Linked DNA regions of Zea mays: all the other regions are linked to region 2. The links are chromatin contacts, called in public Hi-C maps. All regions are on one chromosome and are shown on one strand. The core of a region is the stretch at or near the end of the contact, and the rest is flanking DNA. Distances in the headings are between cores, read along the strand shown. Region 1 holds the start of LOC103649960. Region 2 holds the start of LOC100284552 (zinc finger CCCH type domain-containing protein ZFN-like 1). Region 3 holds the start of LOC103649959 (probable serine/threonine-protein kinase PBL7).

What was found. A called contact is a pair of places that touch in the nucleus more often than the background predicts.
Region 1: a contact with region 2 is called in a Hi-C map of leaf, with 4 times the contacts expected there. The contact joins the promoter of LOC103649960 here to the promoter of LOC100284552 in region 2. A contact is called at or near these places in 8 of 25 Hi-C or Micro-C datasets (bundle sheath, ear, endosperm and 2 more).
Region 3: a contact with region 2 is called in a Hi-C map of endosperm, with 6 times the contacts expected there. The contact joins the promoter of LOC103649959 here to the promoter of LOC100284552 in region 2. A contact is called at or near these places in 15 of 25 Hi-C or Micro-C datasets (bundle sheath, ear, endosperm and 5 more) and 1 of 3 datasets of contacts at active chromatin or transcription factors (seedling).

The regions. Positions count from the first base shown.
Region 1 is chr3:37,364,743-37,368,740 of Zm-B73-REFERENCE-NAM-5.0, reverse strand. LOC103649960 reads right to left here and starts at 2,451. Exons shown (of 2, transcript XM_008675654.3): 1 at 2,189-2,451; 2 at 1,311-2,039. The coding sequence starts at 2,031. The coding sequence ends at 1,588. It overlaps LOC100304334, which reads left to right. Exons shown (of 10, transcript NM_001356615.1): 10 at 1-385.
Region 2 is chr3:37,147,148-37,151,119 of Zm-B73-REFERENCE-NAM-5.0, reverse strand. LOC100284552 (zinc finger CCCH type domain-containing protein ZFN-like 1) reads left to right here and starts at 1,752. Exons shown (of 9, transcript NR_182079.1): 1 at 1,752-2,019; 2 at 2,127-2,320; 3 at 3,537-3,605; 4 at 3,841-3,957.
Region 3 is chr3:37,289,962-37,293,617 of Zm-B73-REFERENCE-NAM-5.0, reverse strand. It overlaps LOC103649959 (probable serine/threonine-protein kinase PBL7), which reads right to left and starts at 2,368. Exons shown (of 5, transcript XM_008675652.4): 1 at 1,869-2,368. The coding sequence starts at 1,965.

The sequences.
Region 1 (3,998 bases), core at 1,202-3,701, 220 kb before region 2:
CAAGGAGGCAAGGATGCACTTGTTTTTGCTGTGGTTGAAGCTGCAACATGAGCTGAGCAAGTGAGCAGGACATCAAGTACAGGTACTTTATATCAGTGACTGATCTCAGTTGCCACAATTGCTAAGTGGTAGTTTCGCTCGTAAATGTGCAGCCAGGGTGTTTTATGCTATCATTTATGTCCAGTTCGGGGCTGCTGTATATGGTGCTTTTGAACCATATTTGGAAGGTGGCTAGAAGGAAAGAACACTTTGTTTCCTCGCGACTTTGGTTGGCAATTACCCCAGTTTCATGTAATTCTGTAATACCTGTAATTTCTCTGAGAATACTGTAGTTCAATATCATGTGTAAATAAATCATCTATAAATGCATGTGAAGTTCATGTACAGTAGCTGTTAAAGAGTTATTGTAAGTCTTTGTTTGGATACTCTATTATTCACATGAATCTACATGTATTGAGGTGTATTAGGGTATAATCAATACATATGGATTGAGGTGAATACTAGAGTATGCAAACAAATCATAACTCATGAATCTTGGTACTATTGTGTAGTTTTTACTTTTTACAAATGGTGATAACGTTCTGTGCAAATAACTGGCTATTTTATCGATCATTACTGTTTGCTCTTGTTCAGTTTTTCAGTTTGCGAGTTCTACATCCTTTGACAGCAAATTTGTGCAGATATACTACTCTGCTTACGTGTCCACTACTAGTTGGCAGAAGGCATCGTACCAATGGTCAATAGGGTAAGACGAAGATTTCGTCCTCATGTTTCGTCATGACTCATTTGACTGGCCATATGGCCGCCCATATCCATGTGGTCGTTATTAGTCCTCGAGAAGATTTTTCCTTGTGCACTGTATCTGTCACGACTTGTACAGTAAAGCGACTGTACAAAAAACCGATACGCTGGTGTTGTCGTTTGCTTTGGCTACCATTTTTAGAAATTGGCCCTCGAGAACGACCTGCCTATAGCTCCGCGCTGTTTGTGGCATGCAAATTTTTCGTCCGAAATCTGCTGTGCGATTTAGATCAAAATTTGAAGAGCCAGACACTTGAGATGCGGTTATCATTGAATTAAACTGTTAGTTTAGTTTGAACTCTGAAGGCGCCTGGTAAATACTCCCTCCGTTTCATTTTAGTTGTCGCTGGATAGTGCAAAATTGAACTATCCAGCGACAACTAAAAAGAAACGGAGGGAGTATAACTATTAAACGAGCCACATAGTGCCATCCAAAAAGTGCATTGACATTGTGCTTTTGTTTAACACTCGCTCGTGCATATAAGCATATGGCAGTGTTATCAAAATTTGTCCACTTCATTAAAAAAAAAGGGTGCGGATGTTCATACTCAGGGTCAATCTATTATTTGACATATCTGCAGCCATCACCGAACTCATGATTCTGTGAAGTATTGAACCAGAACCTTGAAGCTTATGCTAACAAGACCGAGGACTTGCTGCGTGGTCGTAGACTCGTAGCTCACAATTCACGTCCCACTCCCAGTGTACATTACATTACTTGCAGCCGTTGTACCAACTAGTCAATATACTGACTGACGCTTGTTTGGTGCATGTCATCGCAACGCTTCAAAGGAAAAAAAAAAGAAGTGCTTTCGAAGAGCAGTTGACCCAGAGAGACGGAGATACTTCAACAACTATAACAAGGACAAGGACGCGCATCCAGGCATCGCTCTTGAGCTTGCCCGCTTGCAGCTGAAGGCCCCTCTGCACCGCCATTCCCCAGGCTGCGAGTCCGTCCATGGGGAAGGTGTGCCTGCTCACCGTCGACGAGAGCATCCTCGTGGCGTTGGCCCTCGTCGCCGTCGCCGCCTTGATGCTCGTCGCCCTCTTGCTGCCCCCGCCGCGCCGCCGCGGCTTCTTCTGAGAGCACGGCCACGGGCCATGGCCGGGCGTGCCGTTGGTCCGGTTCGGAGTCGTGGTGAGTGATCGGTTCAGAGTCGCTGTGACCCGCCAGTAGTGCCATGCCTCGTCGATCTGGAACTGCTTGCGTGTTTGTACGCCGGGTAGCATCTGTTGCTCTGTAAACCATCATGCATATGACAGTTCATGTATGTGGGTGTGGGATCGTCTTGTACAAGTTCATGGTATATGTATATGTGCAGAGAGCGACCAAAGTATCCCCCCTCGATACCGATCGTATTTACCCGCGCATGCGCAGCAGACGCACCAGTAGAGTAGTGCGGCGGTTAGCATCAGCGTCTCCTTCTTCCTCTTTTTTTACCAGGGCAGGGGGCAGCGGATTGAAGACGTGTTTGACAAGAGCAGCAAAGACGCGCGCGGCCAGACCGGCGCGGGAGAGCGCGGTGGGGTGGGGGCTAGCTACAGCGAGTGCAGGGGGCAAGCGGCCAGAGGCCATAGCTGCTTTGGGACCACAAACAGACGCGAACAATCGCCTATGAGTTTTTAGAGCACAAGTCCATTACATATTGTCTGAGCAGTGCGGAGGCTACGAGCCACGGTCCTCCGCAGGTGTTGATAGAGACCTGACCTGATAATCCGAACGACACAGCAACCAGACTGCTCTAAGATTGTTGCTGATCTTGTGTTTTGGCATGTAATCGAGCTGTTTCGTTTTCGTAGAATACACACGACAATCGCCTAATTTTGTACTTCATCCGTTCCAAACACCTGTACAACAGATAAAATAAGGTAAACAAAACCCGCTTTAAAACGGTTGTACAGAGGAATAAGATGAAAACAAACTGCCCCAGTTTTTTCAAATTCCTCCCCCGGTCGCTGACATCGCGGGCCACAGGCGGAGCTGCTGCGAACGCGCGGGTTGGCAGGGTTGCCGCGCCCGCTGCTCCGAGGAGCGGCCGAGAGCAGGCTCCTCGAAATGGCCGAGCAGACATGCGCACGGACGCATGAGAAATAAGAACGACGGAGATCAAGGAAACCAGAAGAGAATAAAAAAGGTATGTGAGGCATATGGCTGGCAGGCCTATCGCCATATCAGCTAAAGGCGGTCTATATAGTTCATATTATCAGTTTTTTTATCTATAACGCTCTAGTGCATAATTTTTATCATCAGTCTATAGTTACTCAATCGCTGGATTAGCTTTATTTTACAGACTTTTAGTTGACATTAAACACTAAATTTTAATAAAATTCAAATACATCTAATTATGTAATCAAGCGAAAATTGCATAATTCACAACAACAATTAAAAATTATATAACTCAAGCATAATAATAAAATATATAATTTAAAAATAAAGTTACAAAACATAAACATAAATATTATAATTCATAAATAATATAGTTTATATATTAGATTCACAATTTTTATTGAGTTTTTTCCGAGTTTTTGGACTTGATAAAGTAAAAAAATAGTTAACTGTCGTGGCGCACGCGTGGACCAATCAAAACATGCCACCGATCACTAAAGTCGGTCGTCACCGATCGATTAGTCCAATGCAATGGTTGATACTGACCAATCGATACCAACCGGTTCGACTCCAACGTAGACGGTATCAACCGGTTCGGACAGTCAAACACTGTGGTCGACCATAAGGTAGGAGTCGCTACCGACTCGCGTTGCACCCAGCCTAAAGGGAGTGCACTGTCTCTGTAACTTGGAGCTTTGTTTTCTTTGGAGATTTAGTTTTGAGAGGTACTATTAGATATGTATTATGTATAGATACACAATTAGAAACTATATATATTTAAAGAAGTTAAACGATGTATAATTTACATGGCATCTTCAACAAGGCCTACAAGACGATAACCAGAAGGCAATGTGTAACTGCAAGCAAGCCCAAATTGTGGGTTTTGGTGATAATAACTATACAATTAGAGGATTAATCTTGTTTACCAAGCATTGTGACACGAAAAGCAAAAAAGGAGAATGCTCATGACAAAGGAAGCATCCCAAAACCCAATATAATCTATTGTATGCTTTTATCTTACTAGATGAGTGCCCCGTGCGTTGCAACGGAAACACACAATACCATGATAACTTATATATATAATGTGTCT
Region 2 (3,972 bases), core at 503-3,002:
TGCTCCATGGTGAAAAGTTAAGGAGTGTTTGGTTCTATTGACTAAAGTTTTATTTAGTTTAGTTCATGTCACATCAAATATTTAGATAATAGTTATGAATATTAAATATAGGATTAATTAGGTTTAATAAATCTGTCTCGTCTTCTAGTCGTCATCTATGTAATTAAATTTATAATTTGACTATATTTAATATATATAATTATTATTTAAATATTCGATGTGACAGAGACTAAATTTTAATTGGGAAAAACCAAACAACAAATTAGTTCCACCAATCACATGTGCATCTCTATGTCCGGGTTGCACACACTCCAAAGGTAAGGACATGCACGAGGCCTAGGGTCAATCTAAGAAAAGGATTTGTTGGTCCTTGCCGTAGCAAGACACTAAGATACAAATGACACTTGAGGAAGGATTGCTAGATGAGCGGTTAGTGAGTCTTAATACCGTAGAGTATGTCTATTAGATCACCGAAAAGAATGTGAATGTCTAGAGGGGTAAATTAGGATAACTATTTTTTCACTAATCTAGCTCTCCAACTTTTTGTCTTAAACAAAACATAAGCGGATAACCAAGTGTTGATATGTGTAACTATGGTTTTGTATAATTGTTGCTATCTTTACTGCAAACAGATTTATGTAACCTAGGTTTTGTTCCTACCAACTAGCAGGTAACTAAGATAGAAAAGGTAAAACACACAAACAGAGGACGAAGAAAAAATTAGGTACGGCTCTACGCTGTATAGTATGTAGCACATAACCAATTAAATTGTAGAATAAAAATGCATAACATATATAGAAGTAGAACATTGTCTAAAATGAGAATAAATTGCTAAGAAACATATGTGCGGTAAATAATACATAATACAAAATCATACCGATAATTTTACTAGATACGTCTTGGAGACATAGGAAATTGTGCTTAAAAGGCGACTTGTGAATTATATGATTTGTGTCCATTATCACATTTCTCAGTTAAATGCCTTTTTCAACTAGGTATGGTTTGGACCTAGCCATAATTGGGCCCTTCGCCCCCCTGACAATAGGGTTTGGATATTTTTTGTTGTTGTTGCGATGTACTATTGTGTGCTATGTTACTTCATTAGGCCTTACGTGCCACGACAATCTATTGAGTTGGCTGGGTGTGAGAGGTATGAAGGAGATACTTTGGCCCAAATTAAGATAACATCATTTATTTAATTTATTTTCTATTTTCTATGTATTTCCTATTTTCAATGGTATTCAATTGAATAGCATTGAATCCAATGAGGCTCGCCCCAGATTGAATCTGTTTTGAAAGGATTTGCTTGGCAAAAAAGAACTTCAAATAACTTGAAATTAGTAGTAAAGCTATGTCAAATAACTGAATAAGGCAGTCTATCTATATGTGCTCTTATGTGGTAGAGACGTCACATTTCACTTACCTTGGCGATAGTGAAACCAATTACGTATAAAAGTCAGATTCCCATGTTAAAAAAATCCATGGAGATCACGAGTCAACAAGCAACGTAACTTGGCCCTCAAGTGCTATTACAACAGTCTTAACTCCAACCGTTATCTCAACTAACCAACGAAAACCACCATAAATCCGCCCCCTAGATAGCTTAGCTAAGCTACCTCAAGCGTGGTCCAGCAGCAAAGGCACAGGACCGAAAAAATAAACAAACCTTCCGTCGGAAAAATTAAAAGGAAAGTGAAACGAACACCTACCCCTCTGTGTATATTCCGAACAGGTGCACACGCGACACGAGCGAGACTGCGAGACACAGGCAGCGGAAAAATAGAGACAAAGAAGGGGCAGGAGCAGTGACCTGCCACACCAGAGGAAACGAGAGAGAGAAAAACAGCCCGATCTCCTCCTCCCACTCCGATCGCCCTACCGATCGCCGCCTCGTGAAGCTTCCCTGTTCCCTCCCCGCCGCCCGCGACGCCATGGAGCCGCCGCACACCGAGGAGGCCGCCGCTGCTGCAGCAGGAGGAGCAGAGGGCGGCAGCGCAAGCCCGGGCACCGGCCTCGAAGGTACTGCCTGCCTAACGGTTTCTCGGTGTCGTTCAGATCTCCGGCCGGGCGTACGGCCGCACCGGATCTCTGGTGGGTTCCCGGGTGTGACCGCGTGGCTGTTGCAGGGCCGATGCTGAGGCTGGGGCTGGACGGCGGCGGGGAGGGGGAGGACGGGGAGCTGGGGGCTGGGGAGGAGGCGGACACGTGGCTTCCAGAGCGGCCTGGCGAGGCGGACTGTGGCTACTACCTCCGCACGGGCGCCTGCGGCTTCGGGGAGCGCTGCCGCTACAACCACCCTCGCGATCGTGGCGGCACTGAGGTGAGCGCGTCGCGTCCAGAAGCCTTCACTCTCCCCGATCTGATCCGTGTCCGCGTCCGAGCTGCTTGCTGCTATCGGCGAATTGTTCCGTTTCGGGTAGATTCGCAGTGTGGTTGAGGTAGTTACTGTTTCAACTATCGTGAGGATCGAACCGTAGAAACTATTAATTTGAGTAATGTGGTTCGTTCATAGCGTGTTATGCACCGTATCGCTAGCAACTGCATTTTTGAGCTTGCTTTCTTTTATGGTTGAGACAATTGTTTCTCTTTCTTGTTTGCTTTAAATAAATTTACTACTAGTTTATCTCTATTGGCTTCCAAATAAATCCCTACTACTATTAAGAACAGAAGGTGGTCACCTGGTGCTACCACGGTTTCACCCCGCGCTGACACACGGGACCCGCCCCACGCGTCCCCGTCTCGGCATCGTGTCATGTTGGCCCCACGCTCAGCTACTGCCTGCACAGGCACCACCAGACCACACGTACCTTTGTGTTTAGAAATAAACAATAATTATATAAAAATAGTGCAAAACGAGCATTTAAAGACACACCCCTACTCTAGAAATTTGTGGCTAACCACCGACTACATATATCTTAGTGTTTAGAATTAAACAATAATTATATTTGAATGAATATCTCAATATTTATTTATATGATATATAAAAAACGTAGCAAAAAGCACGGGCAAATGGCTAGTATAGGAAGCCAATTGCTGAGCCCCTGATTTCCATTTAGATGTTGTTATGGTGATCCTGAGTTCCTGACAAGCCATGATACAACATAACAACTTACTTTTCTTCTCCCATTTTGTAGTTTTTTTCTTTGTTCCTGTGTTCAATGTGAAAAGTAGGGGAGGTCATCTTTGTATCCAAGATTTGTATTAACAAAATGCTGCTGTATTTGGTAGCTTCAAGTTATTATTTTTTAATCTTGAGTGTTTTCTGGATTAGATGCTTTATGGCCTGTTATGCTTTCAAATAATCACAACTTGGAGTGCTGCTATTACTCATTATTTGCATTTAACACCTGCAAGTCAGCTTCTGTTCCCATTTGCTAATCCTAAATGATTTAGGATATTTGAGGCCTGCTGCAACCGAATCTCTAGTTGCCAATTGCTCATGTTTTCTAATAGATTCCTAGTGCATAAATTTACAAAATTCCCTGAAATGCCAATCTGACAAATAGTTTCTTTAAAATTTATTTCAAAAATATTAGTTTGGTGGAGGTGCCAAGAATGGAGCAGCACAATACTTTCCAGAACGACAAGGGCAACCTGTATGTGAGGTACATTAACACCTTCACACATGATTTAACAATCATCTATAGAAATCTGGGCATCAATCAGACATTGAAGCATTAACCTGGCAACTCCTGCACACTATTTGCATGCTCCCAGTGTAGCATGTACTGCTGCTTGTCCATGGGTATGCAGGGTGCACAAATATAAAAGGAAAATAAACATTCATGCCTGACTTGTTAATGTTGGTGCTTTACCACCTGTTCTTTTGTTTTTCTATAGTATTATTTGAAGACTGGGACTTGTAAATTTGGTTCCAATTGCAAATATCACCATCCTAAGCAAGATGGATCTGTGCAATCTGTTATATTAAACAACAATGGATTCCCTCTACGCCCGGTATGAGAATTCTCC
Region 3 (3,656 bases), core at 1,119-3,618, 140 kb before region 2:
GACTCTTGGTTTCCTTTGTACTGATTTTCTTGTCTCGTCTTATGAGATAAGAAATAATGGTAGACACATAAGAGTTTTTGCACTCTGTTGTTCGCTAGCATTTTATTGAAGCCACTAGCAAAATTGAAATAACGGAGGGTAGTGTGCATGCCTAAATGCATAGTTCAGAATAGAATTCCATTCACACATAAAAAAAGACATAAGAGATCTGCAATATCGAGAAGTCGAGACCTTTGTTGGAACCACTCCTCGCTATGTGGTTGGAATTGCATCACTCAACTATCTCACAATCTCTCTCACGGAGGCTCTTCTTGCAGACGGACACGCGAGAACAGAACTGCACAAGCTAACAAGGATTTTTTGGTCCACGCCTGCCATGGCCTCACGCGGTTTTCTATTCATTGTATAAACTCAAAGATACATGCAAAGGGATAAGGGCCAGCCAAGTCACTCGGCCAGCACTCATCCATGATGCTAAACTCACGCCACTACTAATGATCATGCACACACCAATAAAGACTTAAACCGGCTGATTGGATGGACGGACGAGCAGCGCCTGGCTCTAGCGAGCGTGGCCCACCAGAACCTGAACGCCGGAGCGTATGCACACATACAGTAAAGGGATATATTTTTTACCTATGCTGCATTTGCGGGTGTAGGCTCAGTCTGACTCTATACAGTTAATCAAACAGCGGCTGCTTTTTAGTCAATGCACGCGCTCAGTCCGGACGAATATGTGCAGCATACCAATCACAAGGAAAGAGACTAATGGCTGCATGCAGCTACTACTCTCCTGATCATGTCTATCTTGTGTGCACTCCACACGTGTATGCACTTGACACGGCATGGTCTCTAGTGCTGGGAATTGAGCTAAGCCGGACCAAAGGCCATCGTGTTTTAGGCCTAACGGGCTCAAGTTAAGAAGGCCTAAATTTTTTTTGATTATACCATGCAAGCCTAAATAGTAGAAATAGTGGATCAGCATAGCCCTAAAGCACGTCATGCCTACGTTGGACCGTGCCGACCTAAGCCTAAGTATATATTTGAATCACATAAAATTCAAATATTACAACCACATAAAGTCTATAGCTTACTAAATTAACGATATTAAACAATGCTAACGTCATTTGACCACATAAAGTTCAAATATTACAACGATATAAAGTCTATAAATTACTAAATTAAAGAAATTAAACAATATTAACTTTAATAGGTTATGTAGATCCAAGCCTGACTCATGTGCTCGTGCTGGCCCAAAAAGTCTCGGTCCATATTCTCAGTGACAGTCTCACACACCATGACCATGAGTATGTAACCGCTCAAGGCAACAACAGCGTACTAGTCTCACACGTTTTGCTGCTACGCACTTGATCAGCCACAGCCTATTGTTTCTAGCTACACAATGGCAAGATTAAATCTAACAGCCTTGGTTGCTAAAGGAATTCGTCCGCGAGGCTGGGTGCCGTGTGATAAAGAAAAGGTTGACCATGCTATTCAGAATAAAAAAAAAAGTTCATGATGGCTGAGTATGAGTACAATTCTTCACTCGCGTAAATAAACAACTAAAAACCGGTTACGCTACCAAGTTCACGAATCAGTAGACTTGGTTTTATTTTCATTTTGTAGAATTAAACGTCCCTCTGACAGCAAGCGCGAGTTCAGCTTCACAGGAAGCATGGTACCGGAGTATAGTATCAGGGCCACACATACCGCGAACAAGCTAGTATCAGAACGAAGCACCAAGAAACGAGAATTTCCTAGCCAGACGAACTGACGAAGTATGCTTGCTACAACTAACGAAGGCAAAAGCAGGAAACATAACGCAAGAAAGAAAGAATTTTTTTTGAAGCATGAGCATCGCCCGTCACCTGAGGCGACCTGGTGGTTGATTCTGAACTGCTCCCCCTCCTTCTCGTCGTCGTCCCCGTCCTGAGGGCATCGGCACAAGCACGCCAAGAAGCCCATCTCTCATCACCCGAATCAACGCCTACAGCAGGAGAAGGAGAACACGAAGCAAAAAAAAATCCCCAATCCTGTTAGGCTGCTGCTGCTGCTGCTCGGACGGGGGCTTTGGGTCGCCGGGGGTATCAACAGAGGACTCGCGCAGCTGCCGAGGAATGTATCAATTTTTTTCCTGGTGCGCCCAGAAGGAGATGGGGGGAAAAGCGGAGAAGACTGATGAGGATAGCAGCGTGCGGCCTAAAAGATTTGAAAACATGTTAAAAAAAACCGACGGAAAGCGGAGGACGGAAAACGGCGCCGAGGGAAGGCGGAAAAGTCAGCATCGATGGGACGTCGGAGACTCACTAGTGGCAGGAAAGATTAATTGCTAATTGAAGGGGTTTAGTATAGTTTTGCTTGACGAATTGTGAAGGTATAGTTATGTATGGAGTTGTTTATTTGGGGTCAACCTATAAAAAGTAGGTACACGAAGGACTCTTGTTCCAATTTCGAGCCAAATGCGTTCGTCCAAAACACTATTCCCTGTACTGTTTCAGGAAACTAAAATACAATTTTTTTTAAAATAAAGACTTTGTGAATCAAGTGCGGATTTTCACTCTGCACTGCAAAAGTCCATAGAACAACACGTACATCTAGAGAAACACGAGCGAGCAGGCCGGGTCGTTTTTGGTACTCGCTTTGAAAATCAAGTTAAAAAAACTCATCTTATTATTAGTCACCAGTGTGGTAAATATTGACTGCTGGTCAGTTAGAAAACAACTAGGACGAACGGATCATTTTTTTCCGTTAGGTTTTTACTTTGTTCAAAAGGTTTGGCCCATCTCCATCACTACCATAGCACCTAGTGCGGCAGGGCAAAATGGGTATTTTATCTAAAAGAAAGGATAGCTTTTGGTTGGACAATAAAGGGGGGAAATGTGTGATTATATTTTTCTTACACGGATCACAAAAGGTTGCTGTTGTTATCGCTCACATAGACCGTTCTTTACAGTAAAAAAAAGACAGCACTCCCAGAAAGGATGGGGCATGTAGTTGACAAGTCAAGAACGGGTGACGGGTCGCTACAGTGCTACGTGCATTACGGTTAAGCTTATCCTTATCCACCGATTAAGACATGGAGCAGGAGCGGGTTTAGAGCGCCATGATTCTACTAATAAATACGTATATCCATTATTGTTAGGCGTGCTTTCCAGCCTAACCCCCGTTCCACCCTCACCCTCGTGCAGACGGGCCCAACTATGTTCGGTTCTACCCCAATCCATATGGATTGAGAGGGATTGAGGGGGATTCAATCCCTATTAAGTCAAAATCCCCTTCAATCCGTATCAATCCCCTTCAATCCATATGGATTGAAAATAACCGAACAAGCCCTCGATTGTTATTGAACGACGACAACCAACCTGCTGCATCCGGAGGACACCCAGGTGCGCGGCCGCACCGTGAAGGCGACCTCCGGTGCCACTGTTGTCCGCGTGCACGGCGCGAAAAGGACGGCCATTCGGGGGGCCCGGGCAGGCGCCGCGCGGCGAAGGGTGTGGACTGTGTGAACCGTGGTGGGGTCGGCAGATCCCGGCCGCCTTCTTCTAGTATGTCCCGGGTCCCGGGGCCCGTTGTCTGCTCGTCGGCTTTTCAGAGCAAGCAGCGTGTCCCGGTGGCCTTCGCGCGACGCCACCCACCCACCTGTCCGGCGCCCG